Regions from separate parts of the Mus musculus genome. Here all the other regions are linked to region 5. Evidence: chromatin contacts called from public promoter capture Hi-C data. All regions are on one chromosome and are shown on one strand. The core of a region is the stretch at or near the end of the contact, and the rest is flanking DNA. Distances in the headings are between cores, read along the strand shown.

Region 1 (2,917 bases), core at 226-2,725, 1.5 Mb after region 5:
AGCTGAACAAGAGGCAGAGAGTGACAGGTAGTATCCAGGGATGCTATACCAAAGACTTACCCCACTGACCGACTTCCTCCACTTAGGTTCTACATTCTAAACGACATACTAAATTCCCCACCCCCTCACTTTTCAAGACAGGGTTTTTTTGTGTAGCCTTGGATGTCCTGGAACTCACTCTGTAGACCAGGCTGGCCTCAAACTCAGAGATCTGCCTGCCTCTGCCTTCCAGATTCTGGGATTAAAGGTGTGAGCCACCACTGCCTGGTACATCCTAATTTTTAAGTATCCTTCCAAATTAGTACTACCTGTTAGGGACCAAGTATTGAAACACATGGGGTCAGTTCATATTCAAAGCCCAGCACTAGAGAAGTAGCTTCTGCGGTGCCCTAGGAGTCAGGGATGCTGCTATTGGCGGGAGGCAAGATGAGTGCTCAGAGTTTGACTGTGTTTCAGAGGTTGCTGCATCTGCAGGGAGAGAAATTCATATTTACCATCTTCCCCAATCGTCCCTGCTTTTTCTTTCTTGATGCAAGTGATCAAAGGATGGATGTGGACTTGGGAGCTGGAACAGAAGTGGAAGATAGGGGCAAACAGACCCACAGAGGGCCAGAATTCTGCAGGTGCCTGCCAGCCTGTTCCTATACACACAATACTGAGGTAATAGGATCTATGCCTATTGTCCGGGCTTGGGATAGAGTTAGGACAAGGCCACAAGGTAGACTAGAGGACTGCCACAAACAGAGGCTGCACAAAGGGCTAGGGGGAGGAAGTGAGTCCAAGAGATTTATTCAGCTCAGGCTGGCCTGGAACTTGCTATGTGGACCAGGCTGGCTTCAAACTCACAGATACCCTCCTGCCTCTGCCTTCAAACTGTTGGGGATTAAAGGTGTGCTCCCTGCTCCAGCTTCCAATTTTTAAAATACTGAGTGGAACAGGGATGGGGATTTAGCTCAGTTGGTAGAGTGCTTGTCTAGCAAGTCCAAAGCCATGCATTTGGTCCCCACTGTTAAACAAAACACCAGAATTATAAAATACATGGGATAGGGCAGCAGCTGTTGTTGAAAAATGTGCTACACAGTGCATACGTAGTAACATAGTAATATTAATACTGCAGCTTAATATATGTAAGGAAAATTGTAATGTGTACAGTAATTAATACATACGCAAAAATATAGTTGTATATTGTGCATTTTAGCTCATTAAACCACATTAGTTCATTAAAAGGCATGGGAAACAGCTGAATTTGATAAAATTAAATGAGCTTATGAAACAGTCTCAGTGCTCATATTAAGTTCCTACCACCACAGGCAGCGCCAAGCGAATTGGGACCCACTATCCCGCCGCCTCTCATCCTGTGCAGGGGTCCTGAGCGGCTCAGCCTCCACCCCACCCGGAGGCCCTGTCCCCGCCATAGCCCCGCCCCCTAGGGCGGAGCTTGAGAGCTTCCCGGCGTGCTGCGCGGGCGGGGCGAGGGGCGGGGCGTGCGCGGAGGCGCGGCAGTCGCGGGACGCTAAGCTGGGCCCGGTTGCGGGAGAAGAGCGTGGCGCGCCTGGTGTAGGGCCTGCTGCTCCGAGGCGGCGGCGGCGGCGGCGGCGGCGGTATGCGCGTGTGAGATGCGGCCGCGGGTAGCCCGGACGCGAGCGGCGGCCCCCGGGGCAGCGGCGAAAGTGAGCGCGGCCTCTTCAGAGAGAGGCGTGCAGTGCATGAGGGCGAGCGCGCGGGCGCTGGGCATCCGCCGGCCACGCCGTCTCCATAAACACTTGTTTAGGACTTGTTCGCCTCGCTGAGGCTGCGGCGCCGGGCATGGAGCCCCCGTCCGAACCCGAGCCCGAGCCCCAGCCCCTTGCAGAGGCCTCAGCCGCCGCTCCGCTGCGCGCACCAGAGGTGGCGCGGCTTCGCGAGGAGCAGGAAAAGGTAACAGGCCGCGCTTGGTTCCGGCCCTGGCCGGCTTCCGCATGTGGCCGCGACACTCTGAGCAACCTCTAATGCGGCCAGCCCTCTGCGTGAAACCGAGATCCCCACGCGCGAGCTGCGCAGCCTCGGGCCGCGGGGACCACGGGAGAAACTTTTGTCACGTGCATTTGTTGTCTTTTGTCGGTGGCCCTTTGACCTTCCCCGGAAGGGATGCGGGGATGTGGGGAATACAGAGGATGCAGGGGATAGGATAATCGGTTGACCCTGAACTGAGAGAGCAATTGTTGGGACTAAATAAAAATACGTGTTTTTTTTTTTTTCCTTTTTGGTTCGGGGATTACACTGTGAACAGAAGTGGTCACTCTTTTTACCCCTTAGCTATTTATTATCTAAACGTTGGTACAATGCGCGCGTGCGCACACACACACACACACACACACACACACACACACACACACACACGAGATATCCTTATTTGATTGAGCGTCCAAGTTTGACTACGTTGGTGATGATGCACTTCCTGTGCAATCCAGCTCTTAGGTTTAGTAGTCGACAAGAGAGAAGGCCTTTGTTAAATTTTAACTTCAAGCCTTTATTAAACAAGGCTTTCCCCACTTTTTTTTTTTTTTTTTGATCTACCAGAGGAGAGGAGAATGCTTAGAATCTCCGAATGGGAATTATTATATATTTTTTTTTATAAGGAAATGTTATGTAGTTAAGAACTACAGCTCGATTGTTAAATGTGAAATTGTCCTGTGGATTCTGTAGGTTTTCAAGTTGATTCTCCTGACGTGCCTTGAAATTCTTTGAAAAGCGACATTTAATTTGCTTAAACGTCACATGTCCTGTTGCCAGAGTGAGGTATTAATAAAGGTTTAGGAAGTTGCATAAACATTTGAGAAGCTCTATTTTTCTATATTTAAATATTTTTGCGTGTAAACTTTATGTTATTTATTTGGAATTTACTCCTGGAGAATTGTACATGCAGTCAGTTAAATCT
Region 2 (2,803 bases), core at 56-2,555, 2.0 Mb before region 5:
GGCAGAGCTCTGGACATTACAAAGCTATCCAATGAGCCCCAAGTGCTATTTGTGAATTGTCTATCTCCAAATCTACCTTATACATACTTGGTGTTCTAAAATGTTAAGTTTTTCTCGACCCAGCTTTCCTGCCAGCTAGACACAGGTAGGAGAAGGCAGAAGAAGTATCTGAGCCTGGGGTAGAGTCTGTAGCTTCTGAATACAATCCAAGTCAGAGCATCTCATATTGAGAGACAACTTCACAGTCAGTTAGATGCAGGTGGGGTCGGAACTATGTATGCTGCACCCGGAGCTCCCTGAGCCACTGTGCCTTACAGCCTTAAGTCAAAACACACAAAGACAGATCAGATACCTAAGACAACGATATTTAGAATTGGCCTTTTCTGCTTCTAAGTCCGTAAATTCTTATATTGTGCCTTCCTCTAATTTAGTCGCCCCCCTCCCCCACCCTATGGTAACACACGAGGAAGCACTAGACAAGTGGACAAAACACAAAACAGGAGTCAACAATATAGATTGAATTGGTGTTACACAGAGGTTTCATCAATCTAGGAGAACTTAACCGATGGGAGACTGTTTCAGCGGACTCCTTGTATAATCCCTGGAATTCCTGGTATCCTCTGGAAGTCTCTGATTAGTTGGACAGCCTAGGCATTGGGACCTAGCTGAAGTTCTCAAGTGCGGGGTTACTTAAGTTTCTACCTCCCAGCGTCAGTAGAGGGCGTTTCCAGAGCTCCCATGGCAAATAACTGATCAGAAAATAACTGATGGCCCTGGATGAACTCCCAATTACGTAGAAATTACTAAAACAAACAAGCAAACAAACAAACGATAGGTATCTCTCAATTGCCCGAACGGGTGTACAAACTCCATCCCCTTAACCAGAATCCAGGAACCAACAGGAAGCTTACTGTTTTTCTCCGAGTCTGCCATTCACCCCGGGAGTCTGCAGAGGGAACGCATTTCCCGGAGACCTTGGCTGGGTCAGCCCACCCCTCGATTATCCGGAATGAAGAGCGAATTTGGGACCATTATTTCCTTATGCGCTTCCATACCTTAAACCTGAGTTTTATTGGAAAACCAAATCAACCATTTCCGTCCAAATTTGAAGCAACCGTTTATTAAATATTAAGTACTGACCAAGCGGTGGATCTGGATCAGAAATATCCACAGAATTTCCCAGCTGGGATAGCCCCCGGTCACATGTTGTAGGGCTTTATACAGATAATCAATTTGGCCACCGTACTTTCCCACGAGGACTTGTTACTTACAAAGAACTACAATTCCCAGCATTCCTAGAAGTAACCTGGTTCCTGGGCAGGTGAGGCTTACAGGTCAAATTTGGGAATTACAATTTTCAAGCTTGATTTCCATTACATATCCACCTTCATTTCCGGAGGAAGAAGGGGAAGTGCCTAATGAATAAAGGTAGTTCAAGCAAGCTCCAGATTCCACCACGACTTAGAAAGCGCAGGGTCGTTGTTTACAAAGGGGAGGAGCAGGCAGCTGGGCGGCAGGAGCTGAGGTGATGGGTCCTTCCCGGTGCGGGATGGAAAGACAGACGGGTAGAATACAGACACAAGTGCTACTGAAATGCAAATCTCTATGTATCTGGAAAAGGTCTGGTACTGTACTGGAAGACCCGGCCAGCAACCATCATGCGGAGTCTCATCTGCACACCCTAACCCTCAGGGAGGTACTCGCGTTACTCAAGACTTAAGGGCCAATCAGAGCCTTGAGGTGGACCTGCCAGTCAGAAAAGGAGGCGGGATCTTCCGGGTGCCTTGCGGCAGCTTCAGCTCTGTAGCGGAGCGGGCTGGAAAAGTTCTGATTGTTTTTCTCTAAGCGCTGCTGCTGGGTGCTGTGAGGGAAGCTCTAGCAAATTGCTAATTCGCGACATGGTGAGTGCAGAGCCACTGCCCACAGGGGGGAGGAGCAGGCAGTTGTGTTGCAGGAGCTGGTATGGTGGCTTGTCCCTGGGTCTGGGTGGTAAGTGTGGCCAGATCTGACCACCTGTTACTTCCCTTTTTGTCCTAGTCATTCCCTGAACCCAGCAGTGGATGTGAATAACTTCGCTATGAGGGCTGCATCTGCTCAAAGCATCTGGCACAGAGACTTGTGTGTGGAAACATCCTTAGCAGGATGTCAAACTCAGGCCTAGTTTCTCTTTACTTCTAAAAGTTAACTCCCCTATCATTTAACATTTAGCTGTAAGACCTATTTGGAGTTAATTCTGTAGAGGTTGTAAAAGGCATTTCATGTTGGGTAGCACTCCAATATCAAACTGTGATGAAGAGTAGAATTGATGATGTTAAAGGATTTACCAATGCTTAGGAGATAGTAAGGGACAGCAAGTAGAGTTTAGCTGAGGGAGGAATGCCTCTGAGACACCCTACAGATAAGTAGTGTGCTAACCAGACCCGTTAGAGATCAGGATGCTAGGATAGATATATTTGTTCACTAGGATTGTCCAGAAAAGTGCTCCAGTGCTTAACAAAGGAGGCTACTCTGATTGGCAACCAGCCACTAGGGCCATCCTCATAGCAAAGAACTGGCTGCTCAAGGGAGCGTTCTAGAGTCCCAATCAACATTAAAGGCTGTTTATCACAAAGTGCTGCTAGTTTTCTTCTTGAGAAAAAGCATAGTTCTGCCATATTCGCAGGAGAACACCGGCTGGCAACTCTTTGAAAAGGGAAAACACTGTTGGGTCCAGGACTGGCTTGATCAAGCAAGGCTTTCTGTGAGGCCCTTATGTATAGAAAATGGCATAGCTCTTTCTCAAACCCAGGAACATGCTTGATAG
Region 3 (2,787 bases), core at 174-2,673, 1.4 Mb before region 5:
AGGTAGGGCCGTATCACTGGAGCTGGGCTGGGAAGCGCCAACTCTGGCTTGCTGCAGGCCTCCTCTGCTTAGCGGGGACTGGGTGAAAGGACTCCCTAAGCGGACGCCACAGCTGCAGAGACCCTCTTCTGCGCTCGTGCTCCTACCCACTCCCAGCCTGGGTTGCACACCCGAATTGCTGGAGACCGTAAAGCCTGCCGCTTCCTTTCCTCCTCCGCGGTGGCCAGCGGGCAGACTTCCGTGGCCTTAGCAAAGGGTCCCCTGAGCCCATCGCGGCCGCGAAGTTCCCGCGCTCACCGTCGGCCACGAAGAGCAGCAGGCTGTGCAGTAGCAGAGGTAGCAGGTATCCGAGGGCGCCGAGCCGGTTCCGCTGTTCCATCTCCCGCAGGGTTGCGGCGGCGGCGGGGGCCCGGCGCGGAGAGGCGGCGGCGGCGGCAGCTTGGGCTCGGCTCCGGCTCGAGCTCCGGCTAGGACGCCTCGGAGCCTGCCATGGCCCCGCACGGCGCCCCCTCCCCTGGCCGCCGGCGGCCGCCAATCAGCCCAGCTTCCTTGCCGGCTGGCCCGGCGCGGCTCCGGCGGGGGGCGCTACGCGGGGGACGCAGGAGACGAGGTCCCTCCAGGAGGATCCTTCGGTCTGTACCTCCTTCAGTCCGGTGCTCCACAGGAGAATAGGGATCCGCAGTTCAGACTCTGGCGGGCGGGCCAGGAAACTGCCGGACTGCGCCAGGATCCATCCTTGGAGAAGGGAGTGAGTGCCTGTAAGGCACCAACGTCTGCCTCCTGGTCTCCTTCTGGCTGGGCTCCCGACTGCCACCTCCTCCGACTCCCGGGGAGCTCTCCCGCCGCCGCCCCCGCTGGTTTCTCCACCGCTCACTCTTCAAGGCGAGTGGGCGCTCAGCCGCGGCGTGCAGACCTGGCGTCCGACCGTAGCGCAGCGCGGGGAGAGCGGGTCCAGCGTGGCCGACCCGCAGCCCGAGAGAGGCGGGGAAAGGGGGGAGGGGAGAGGAATGGAGGGGGCGGTCAGTGGCTGGGTGGCGAGCAGCCTCCTCCACAGCATCACCCCCGCCCTCCTCTCGGAGTCCGCCCCGCCCCTACCCCGTCGTCCCCCACCTCCCGCCCCCGCCGCGGGGTCATTCGTAGCGACCACCATCTCTCTAGCTGCAGCGCAACCCCACCCCGCGTCTGCTTTGCTTAGGGGGTCCTCCCACCCAAACTCCTGGCTTCTTCCCAGTGTCCATCTCTGGAGACAGCTGCTCCACCCTGCTTTCTGTGTGTCCCCCACCCTCTCCGCAGCCCCCAGTGTCTCCAACTCCTTACCCAGGTTTGGACCACGAGCCACGCCACTCTTTGGCCCAGACCCGGGCCATGGCGGGTGGGTGGGCTCCAGGGGAATGCAAGAAGGGAGGAGTGCTATGTCCGGCCAGCAGCAAGACCAAGTGACAGTGAAGACTAGGAGTCCGCAGTGTGGGAACAAGAACTGAGCGTCCAGCGCCGGGCGAGCAGGTGCCTGTGGCGCGGAGCGCACCAGGGAGCCAGCAGGCAGTGGCCGTGAGTGACAGCAGAGGTGGTGCGGGTGGGGTGAAATGGGGAGCGCCGGGCACGACTCAGGGCTCAGGAGGTTTCTGGGTGGGGACCGTCTTCCTGCCCAGAGAGAGGGCTAGTCCCTGTGTCCTTGCAAGCAAGCTCTTCCTGGCCATTTCCCACTCTGTACCCAAAGCAAAGGGGATCCTCCAGCCCCCGGGTGGAAGCAGGCAGAGGTGGAGTACACGTTCCAGAGCCCATCCTCCACGCTTGCATCTTCTGTATCCCTGAACCTTCCCTGGCCTTCACCTAGAATGGGTCATATCTTTTAGCCACCTAGAGAGTTCAGTCTGCCTTCCTAAGGGGTGTGTGGGTGGATGAGATAGTTCAGTCCAGGCACAAGGGCTTGGGAGAGCCATAGAGCTCTCCTTGGGTCTCTCTCTTCCTCAAGGGATCCCCCAGCTAGTGGTCTGGTCTGGTCTCATTACTTGGCTTTATCTTAACTTATGGAGGCACATCCCAGTGAACTTCCCCTGAATGCTAGAGCTCTCCAAGTATCTCTGACAATGAGCTACTGGTTAGTGAAGACAGAAGACCAAAAAGGAAATAATTTCCCAGTGGCCACCCTTGTCTAAGACAACAGGAACACAGTTCCAGAGAAGAAGCTGGTAGCTCTTTGTAAGCTTTCCCCTCACCAGTGAGGACCACGGGCACTGCATTCTTCTGCCCCTCCTCTTCCTTATGTGGCCAATGGGTCATTTTCACCCTGTGGTCACTCGCTGATGCTCTGTGAGCAGAAAGCCTTGTAGACCTTTCATTCAGGGTCCCCATTGCCTGTTCCCTCTACATATATGTATACATACTTTGGCCTGCCTCCCCCTGAACATTCCACCACTCTTTAGAAACCACCATAGGTCTGTGAATGCAAGACCTTGCAGGTCTCTTGCCGTCCTCAGCTTTTGAAGGGAGGGGGCAGACTTGCATCGTGCTACACAGGAGGACCATGGCAGGTTTCTAAGGGAGCAGTTGGAGAATTGATTCCAAGCAGGGATATGATGACATGAGCTATCCCACTGTGCATTGGCTTGTTTGGAGAGGCAGTGAGTTTCTCTCCCAGTACCAGATTCAATCAAGGACTGATGGCCAGTGACCAGGCTTGCTGGAGGGATGCCAGCAGCTACAGGGAGGTACGCTTTGGTCACTCTGAAGGTCTGTGGATTCTTTCCACCCGTTCTGTCTGGTGGGGATTTTTTTGCCTGTGTCATA
Region 4 (3,144 bases), core at 599-3,098, 1.3 Mb after region 5:
ATCCCAATCCAGGGTTTCTACCCCAGCTTTGACCATTAATTCCCAAATAAAGGATACATACAACCTTTATACTTCCAATAAGCTTTAATCAGCACAAGAGCTGGGCAGATATCTATCCTCTATGCTATATAATATAATAATTCCATTATATAATTTGCTATGTTTCATCTGGGCTGCTCTTAACTCCAACTAGCCACCCCACATGGAGATTATTTTAAGGTTCTTACCCCATGGCGTTTTCCTTTTTTTTTCACCTCCTTTTTTTCTCCTGGTCGAGGTCTCCTTGACCCCCAAACTGGGGAACTCAAGACCACGCCTATCTCTCTTTTGCCCAACTATTGGCTGTGGGCAGCTTTATTCACCAATCAGGGACAAGCTGGGGGGCAAGGTTACATAGGGCAATTTATAGAGTATGTGCAAGGCTCCCTGGAAGCAACCTGGCCTTGTTATTATATTGTAATTTAGCATTACAATATAAGCAAACGACCAGACCTCTGCATAAATAAACCAATATTGCCAAATCCTTGATTGACTGACTGAGACAAGGTCTCATTATGTAGCTCAGGCTGCCCTCAAACTCCATCCTCCTGCCTCAGCCTCCTGCGTGCTGAGATCACAGGCATATGACACCCAGATCCCTAAATCTTATGATTAAAGATGAGCTAAAGTCAGGGCTGGAGATATAATATCTCACTGGTGGAGTACTTCTCTAGAACTTGAGATTGTGAGTTTACTGGAGGGGGGGCTAAAAGTCTCTATTTTTATGTGTCTTCTCCCCATCTGAAATATTCACAGCAGTGCATTTTGTAAATGATTAAACAAACTTCAAACCTAAAAGAAATATCAATAAGCGCTGGTGGGGTAAGGATGTGGGGGATGGTAGGGATTAAGGGACAGTTTAGGGAAGGGTCTGCCCCTAACACCATCACCAGAGGGCCACACCATCCCCTTCCAAACCCAGTTTGGTCTTGGCCCAGCGGGTACCAGGCTAACCAGAGCTAGTCCCTCTTCAATGTAACCAGTTTAGCAACACAAACTGACACTATAGACTAATATTAGCCCAGCAGTCTAGAGACAGAGGCAAGGCTTCTATGAGTTCAGGGATAGCCTAGTCTACATATAGAATTTCTGGTCAGCCAGGGGTAACAAGACAATAAAAAATGGATGGAGTTGAGAACTGCTGCTTTGTGGCCAAGGAGACCTCTCTGAGGAGGTGACACTGAAATGACAAAGGAGGGAGAGGGCGAAGGGTGGGAGTGGTTTTTAAGGAACCAGAAGACAGTGGATGAGAATTGCGTGGGGGCAGGTGAGATGGGAAAGCAGCCTTGGAATTGAGTTCTAAGTGACACCAGTAGCCAGGGCGGGGTACCTGTTCGTCTTGGATCTACACGATGAATGCCTGGGGTCCACTAAACTAATTTCCTCCCGTGTACTTTTGACATTTTCCTCTAGGAAAAAAATTATAAAGTTCTGTTGATCGTTAAGAAAACGTGTGTCTCTGTGGCTGAAAAGAGTAACATCATAGTAACAGGGGCACCTGAGGGCCCACCACTCCGTCATGCCTGCTTCCCTCACAGGCTGTTCCTCTGACCAGCGCCGACTCAGTCTTGAGTGTGGCGACCAGCAAAGCTGGGAACCGGACTCCAACCAGGAATCAGCCCATCGTCCCCACGCACAACCGCTGCTGACCCGTTTACGGTCCAGCGGTTTAATTACGCCCGCGCACATTTCTGGAGAACTCGGGCCGGCTCCGCCCCCGCCTGCGTGCCAGGGCTTCGATTGGTCCAGAGTCCCTCGAAGGGGCGTGACCAGAGAATTGGAACCCGGAGGCGTGGGCGGCGCAGGGATTGGCGGGCGCCAGTTCGGGACTGGCTGTGCGGACGCGGAGGTTCCTACGGGAGGTAAGCAGGCTACGGAGGGGGAGAGCGCTCCCCTTCCGCCCTCCACCCTGCCAGGTCTGCAGCTGTGGGTAGAGGTGGCCTCAGGAACCCGCATCTGGGGCTCCACTGGAGCAGAGGCTGCTCGCTGTTTTCTGACTTGGGAAGGGGTTGACAGCTGGGACTCTAGGGCCACTGAGTCCCAGGACTGTGCGCGAGTTGGAGAAGGGTTCTCCGCAGAGTCTCTACCCTCTCCTTATCCCGTGATGTTCCGGGAACCTCGTCTTGGCCAGAGACGTCTTGGGTTGGGAGGGACGGTTCTCAATAGCCTCGGATTTGGGACCCTGAAGAGTTTGAGTTCGCGACTCTTCATATAGGAAGTTATTGGTGTGGGACCGGGCCTGGATTCTCCTAGGGAGTAACTGAAGTACAATAAAGAGGTGTCCCCAGGCCTTAGCAGGAGGGAAACCGGCAGTTCCAAGTCTCAGTGGAATGTGTGCACTCCCCGGAGAGGGCGCAGTCCTTAGAATGTGAACAAAACCGGTATCAGATTCTACCCGGTCAGAGGCTGCAGAGGAGGGGCGATCAGTGCTAGAGTCAAGACCCCTGCGGTTTTTGTAAGCTGAAGTGCTTCATTTGCTGTGCGTCCTGCCCACGTCAGCCCTCAGAGCTGCTCAGAGTGGCTAGGCCAGTTAGTTGTCTGAGCACTGGGACCTGGCCAACCCTGTCCCGCCAAGGAAGGAGGGGTTTGGCATTGTGGCCTGCGGGATGGGACTGACTACCCTGTGTGTTATGCGGTGAAAGACACCAAAGTCAGGCAGTAGGAAAGACTACACACTCTGGATTTTAAGAACTTCTGACCCAGGGCATGTTTTTTTTGTTGTTGTTGTTTGTTTGTTTGTTTGTTTGTTTGTTTTTTGGGGGGGTGGGGGCGTGTTGTTTTGTTTACTAGGGCCAAAAGTTTCAGAAGTTATTGTCTCCTTTTCATCATGTGAATTCCCGGGATAGGACATGGCCACAAACACCAGGTTACCCAAAAGATTTTGCTTTTTTTGAGATAAGGTCTCCTTGTATAGTCCAGATTGACCTACAACTCTCTACCTTCCTATCTAATCTTACCAGATGCTAGATTATAGGAATGCCCTCTGGGCCAAAGTTTTTCTACCTTGGCTCAGAGTTTATCTGGAAGCTGGGCCCACTCCTGAGGTTCTTGGGTGGTGACTGTGAAGTGGCTCATGGGCACGGAGTTACAGCCATGCTTTGTGCT
Region 5 (2,885 bases), core at 191-2,690:
AGGATGAGAAAACTGCAGTGTTAAAGAGAAAGCTAAGTGGTTAAGAAATCTTGTTCTAGCAAGGGATTCCCCATTGGGTTCTCAGCACCCGTGGGGTTCACAAACATCAACTCAAGCTCAAGGGACTTACCGCCATCTTCTCCCCTCCGAGGGAACTAGGCATTATGTAATATGCATACAAAACATTCAAACATATAAAATACATAAATCTTAAAAATAAAGATTGTGCGGGAAGGGAAAACACATGAGACTGGTAAGTAGCACAGTTGGTATAGAGCCTTCTGAGGAGCAGGAAGAAGCCTTGGGTTCCTTTTGAAGCACTACATAAAGACAGAAATGGCTGACACATATCTTTAGTCTTTAATCGGGTGGTATTGCAGGTCTAGTTTCTCTGCGTTATCTTTAAGAGGTTCCGTACTTCGAGTTTCTTTCACTTTTTGAATTACACTCACTCTTGCGGTGAGTGAAAAAAGAAAGATCAGAAGTTCAAAGTTAACCCTCGGTAACACAGCGAGTTTAAGCATAGACTGAGTCATGAGTGTCTATCTCTAAAGAAAACAGTCAGCACACTAGAATAGGTCACACACACACACACACACACACACACACACACACGCGCGCGCGCGCACTATCATCTGACTGTAAAACTTTGTTTAAACTACAATAATAAAAGCAATCTACTCTGGAGAATGTTCTCAGCCCAGCATCTTTAATCAAAGCATTCCGGAGGCAGAGGCAGGATATCTGTGAGTGCATGCAAGGCCAGCCTGGTCTACAAAGAGAGCTCCGGAGGGAGCCAGGACTTCGTAGAGAGACCCTATTTCAAAAGCCAAAACAAATGTCCTATTTCACAATAAAAAGATAAAGAGAAAATTAGGAAATAAAGGTAAAAGAATACAGTTAGCTGTTTTTGACAAAGAAACAAAGAAAACTCAAGGAATTCCCTTCATTAATAAATATTAGTGAGCCACCTTAACATCTATATGTAAGAAATTAATAAAGGACTTTATAACTGTCACGAAAATTAACTCTAAGTGTATTCTAAACCTAAATAATGAAATGCGAAGTACAGAACCTCTTAAAGATAACTGAGACGAACTGGACTCACAACACTGCCTAAGAGCCCGTAACAAAGTGACGTCACCCGAAAAGGCGAGAGGGGCGGAGCCTCCTGCCACCGCGCTCTGCGCTCTACGCAAGCGCGGCCCGAGGGGCGGAGCTGACCAGAGCCGGGGCCCAGAACAGCGCTTCCGCTCCAGCCGCAAGGAGGCTCCACCAGACGGCCTCCCGGGGCTCAGCCCGCCTCTCCTCCCCGTCTGAGGACAGCAGCCCCTTGCTCACCATGGCGCGGCTTCCGATCTCGACTGCACTCTCCCCACAGGTCCTGGCAGCGGAGCTCGCAAGCGCGGCTCAAGTGGCACCTCGCTCAGCCTTAAAGGGGAACCCGGAGCATGGCGGCGAAAAACCCGCCTCTCGCCGCTCGGCAGCGCCCTTTATTGGACAGCTGGTCTGGCTGCTCTGAATGGCTAGCAAGGCCGGAGTGACAGGAGAGAGTGGAAGCGAAGAGACAAAGGCAGCCCAGCGGGTCCTTGTGGCCCGTGGCTTGTCCCCCGAGTACACACGTGAAGGAGTTTTCCTTTTAGGAACTTACTCCTGCCTTCCAGAGCTGGACCTGCCGTCTAGAGTCGTGCGTTCGCACTGTCCACTACACGCAATGGCTAGTATAGGGATCGCCGTGAATTTTTATACAAAAGGTTAATTTAAAAATTTTAATTGCATGTATTTAGTTAAAAGAAAAGTGTGGCAGAAGAACATGTGTCCCACAGAGCATGAGTGGAAGTTAAAGGGCAATTAGCTAGAGTTGATGGCCCCTTTGCACCTTATGGGTCCTGGGGATCGAACTCAATTCATAGGGTTTAGAAGCAAGCACCTTTACTCGCTGAGCCATTTCGCTTTTCCAAAAGTTGATTAAAAAAAAAAATTTAAGCGCAACTGTTATTTACTTTTGAAAGGGAGGTGGGGATAAAGAGACTGCCAAATTTAGAGACCAGTCTAGCTAGGTCCTGTAATCCCAGTACATGGGAGGCTGAGGCAGGAAAATCAGGCATCTGACAAGGCTACAGACTGGATTCAAGGCCAGTCTCAGAACAGAAACACACACAACACAGAAACACTCTGTAATACAATGCTTCCATAGCATGGTTGAAACCAGAGGTTGAATCTTGGGTACCCACCTCAAACTTGAAGGCAAAAAACTAATTACAGAAATAAATAAAAGGGCTGGAGGATAGGAGGTTAAAGAGTGTGTATTGCTCTTCCAGAGAACCTTAGTTCTCTTCCCAAGCTCACACATCTGTCAACTCACAACTGCCTGTAAATTCAGTTTCAGAGGAACTCATGCCTTCTACTTTTGCCCATGAAATAAAATGAAATCTAATAAGATACTTATCAATTGATACTGAGAGGTAAGAATGTGGGTTCATGGGCTGTGATGGCGCATCCCTTTAATCCCAGCGTTCCTGAGGCAGAGGCAGGTGGATCTCTGTGAGTACAAGGCCAACTTGGTTTATTTCAGCTGCCAACAAACTAATGCCAAGAAAATGAAGCTGGGCTTGGGGGCAAGGGACTGTAACCTCAGAACTTCAAAGACTGAGGCAGAGCTGGCCTGAGCTATGGAAATACCCTAAACTAAAATTGTTCAAACATCTCAAACATACTCCACCTATCATATAATAAGCACTTGATAAATGTCTACAGAAAGTAAATTTTAAGTATCAAAAAAAAATTGTAAATACCCAGGAAGCTCCCAGAGACTGAACCAGGAGCATACGTGGGCCGACTCGAGGCCCCTGGCACATATATAGCAGATATATATTCCCAGTGGG

The links. Promoter capture Hi-C pulls out the DNA fragments that hold promoters and counts their contacts.
Region 1: a contact with region 5 is called in a promoter capture Hi-C map of pre-B cells. The contact joins the promoter of Uri1 here to the promoter of Zfp619 in region 5. A contact is called at or near these places in 1 of 39 promoter capture datasets (pre-B cells), 1 of 484 Hi-C or Micro-C datasets (CD4 T cells) and 1 of 9 other capture datasets (adipose tissue).
Region 2: a promoter capture Hi-C map of liver shows a contact between it and region 5, with 18 times the contacts expected there. The contact joins the promoter of AW146154 here to the promoter of Zfp619 in region 5. A contact is called at or near these places in 6 of 39 promoter capture datasets (cranial neural crest, embryonic stem cells, hippocampal neurons and 2 more), 1 of 484 Hi-C or Micro-C datasets (CD4 T cells), 2 of 115 datasets of contacts at active chromatin or transcription factors (astrocytes and neural progenitor cells) and 1 of 9 other capture datasets (adipose tissue).
Region 3: a contact with region 5 is called in a promoter capture Hi-C map of second pharyngeal arch cranial neural crest. The contact joins the promoter of A230077H06Rik here to the promoter of Zfp619 in region 5. A contact is called at or near these places in 2 of 39 promoter capture datasets (hippocampal neurons and second pharyngeal arch cranial neural crest) and 1 of 9 other capture datasets (embryonic stem cells).
Region 4: a promoter capture Hi-C map of embryonic stem cells shows a contact between it and region 5, with 2.8 times the contacts expected there. The contact joins the promoter of Plekhf1 here to the promoter of Zfp619 in region 5. A contact is called at or near these places in 1 of 39 promoter capture datasets (embryonic stem cells) and 1 of 115 datasets of contacts at active chromatin or transcription factors (astrocytes).

The regions. Positions count from the first base shown.
Region 1 is chr7:38,018,110-38,021,026 of GRCm38.p6, reverse strand. It overlaps Uri1 (URI1, prefoldin-like chaperone), which reads left to right and starts at 1,475. Exons shown (of 11, transcript NM_011274.5): 1 at 1,475-1,917. The coding sequence starts at 1,807.
Region 2 is chr7:41,498,392-41,501,194 of GRCm38.p6, reverse strand. AW146154 (expressed sequence AW146154) reads left to right here and starts at 1,305. Exons shown (of 4, transcript NM_001033530.3): 1 at 1,305-1,901. The coding sequence starts at 1,899.
Region 3 is chr7:40,896,960-40,899,746 of GRCm38.p6, reverse strand. A230077H06Rik (RIKEN cDNA A230077H06 gene) reads left to right here and starts at 1,423. Exons shown (of 5, transcript NR_040329.1): 1 at 1,423-1,548. It overlaps Vstm2b (V-set and transmembrane domain containing 2B), which reads right to left and starts at 469. Exons shown (of 5, transcript NM_021387.3): 1 at 298-469. The coding sequence starts at 379.
Region 4 is chr7:38,226,698-38,229,841 of GRCm38.p6, reverse strand. It overlaps Plekhf1 (pleckstrin homology domain containing, family F (with FYVE domain) member 1), which reads left to right and starts at 1,848. Exons shown (of 2, transcript NM_024413.2): 1 at 1,848-1,901.
Region 5 is chr7:39,516,321-39,519,205 of GRCm38.p6, reverse strand. Zfp619 (zinc finger protein 619) reads right to left here and starts at 1,440. Exons shown (of 4, transcript NM_001004139.2): 1 at 1,342-1,440. The coding sequence starts at 1,344.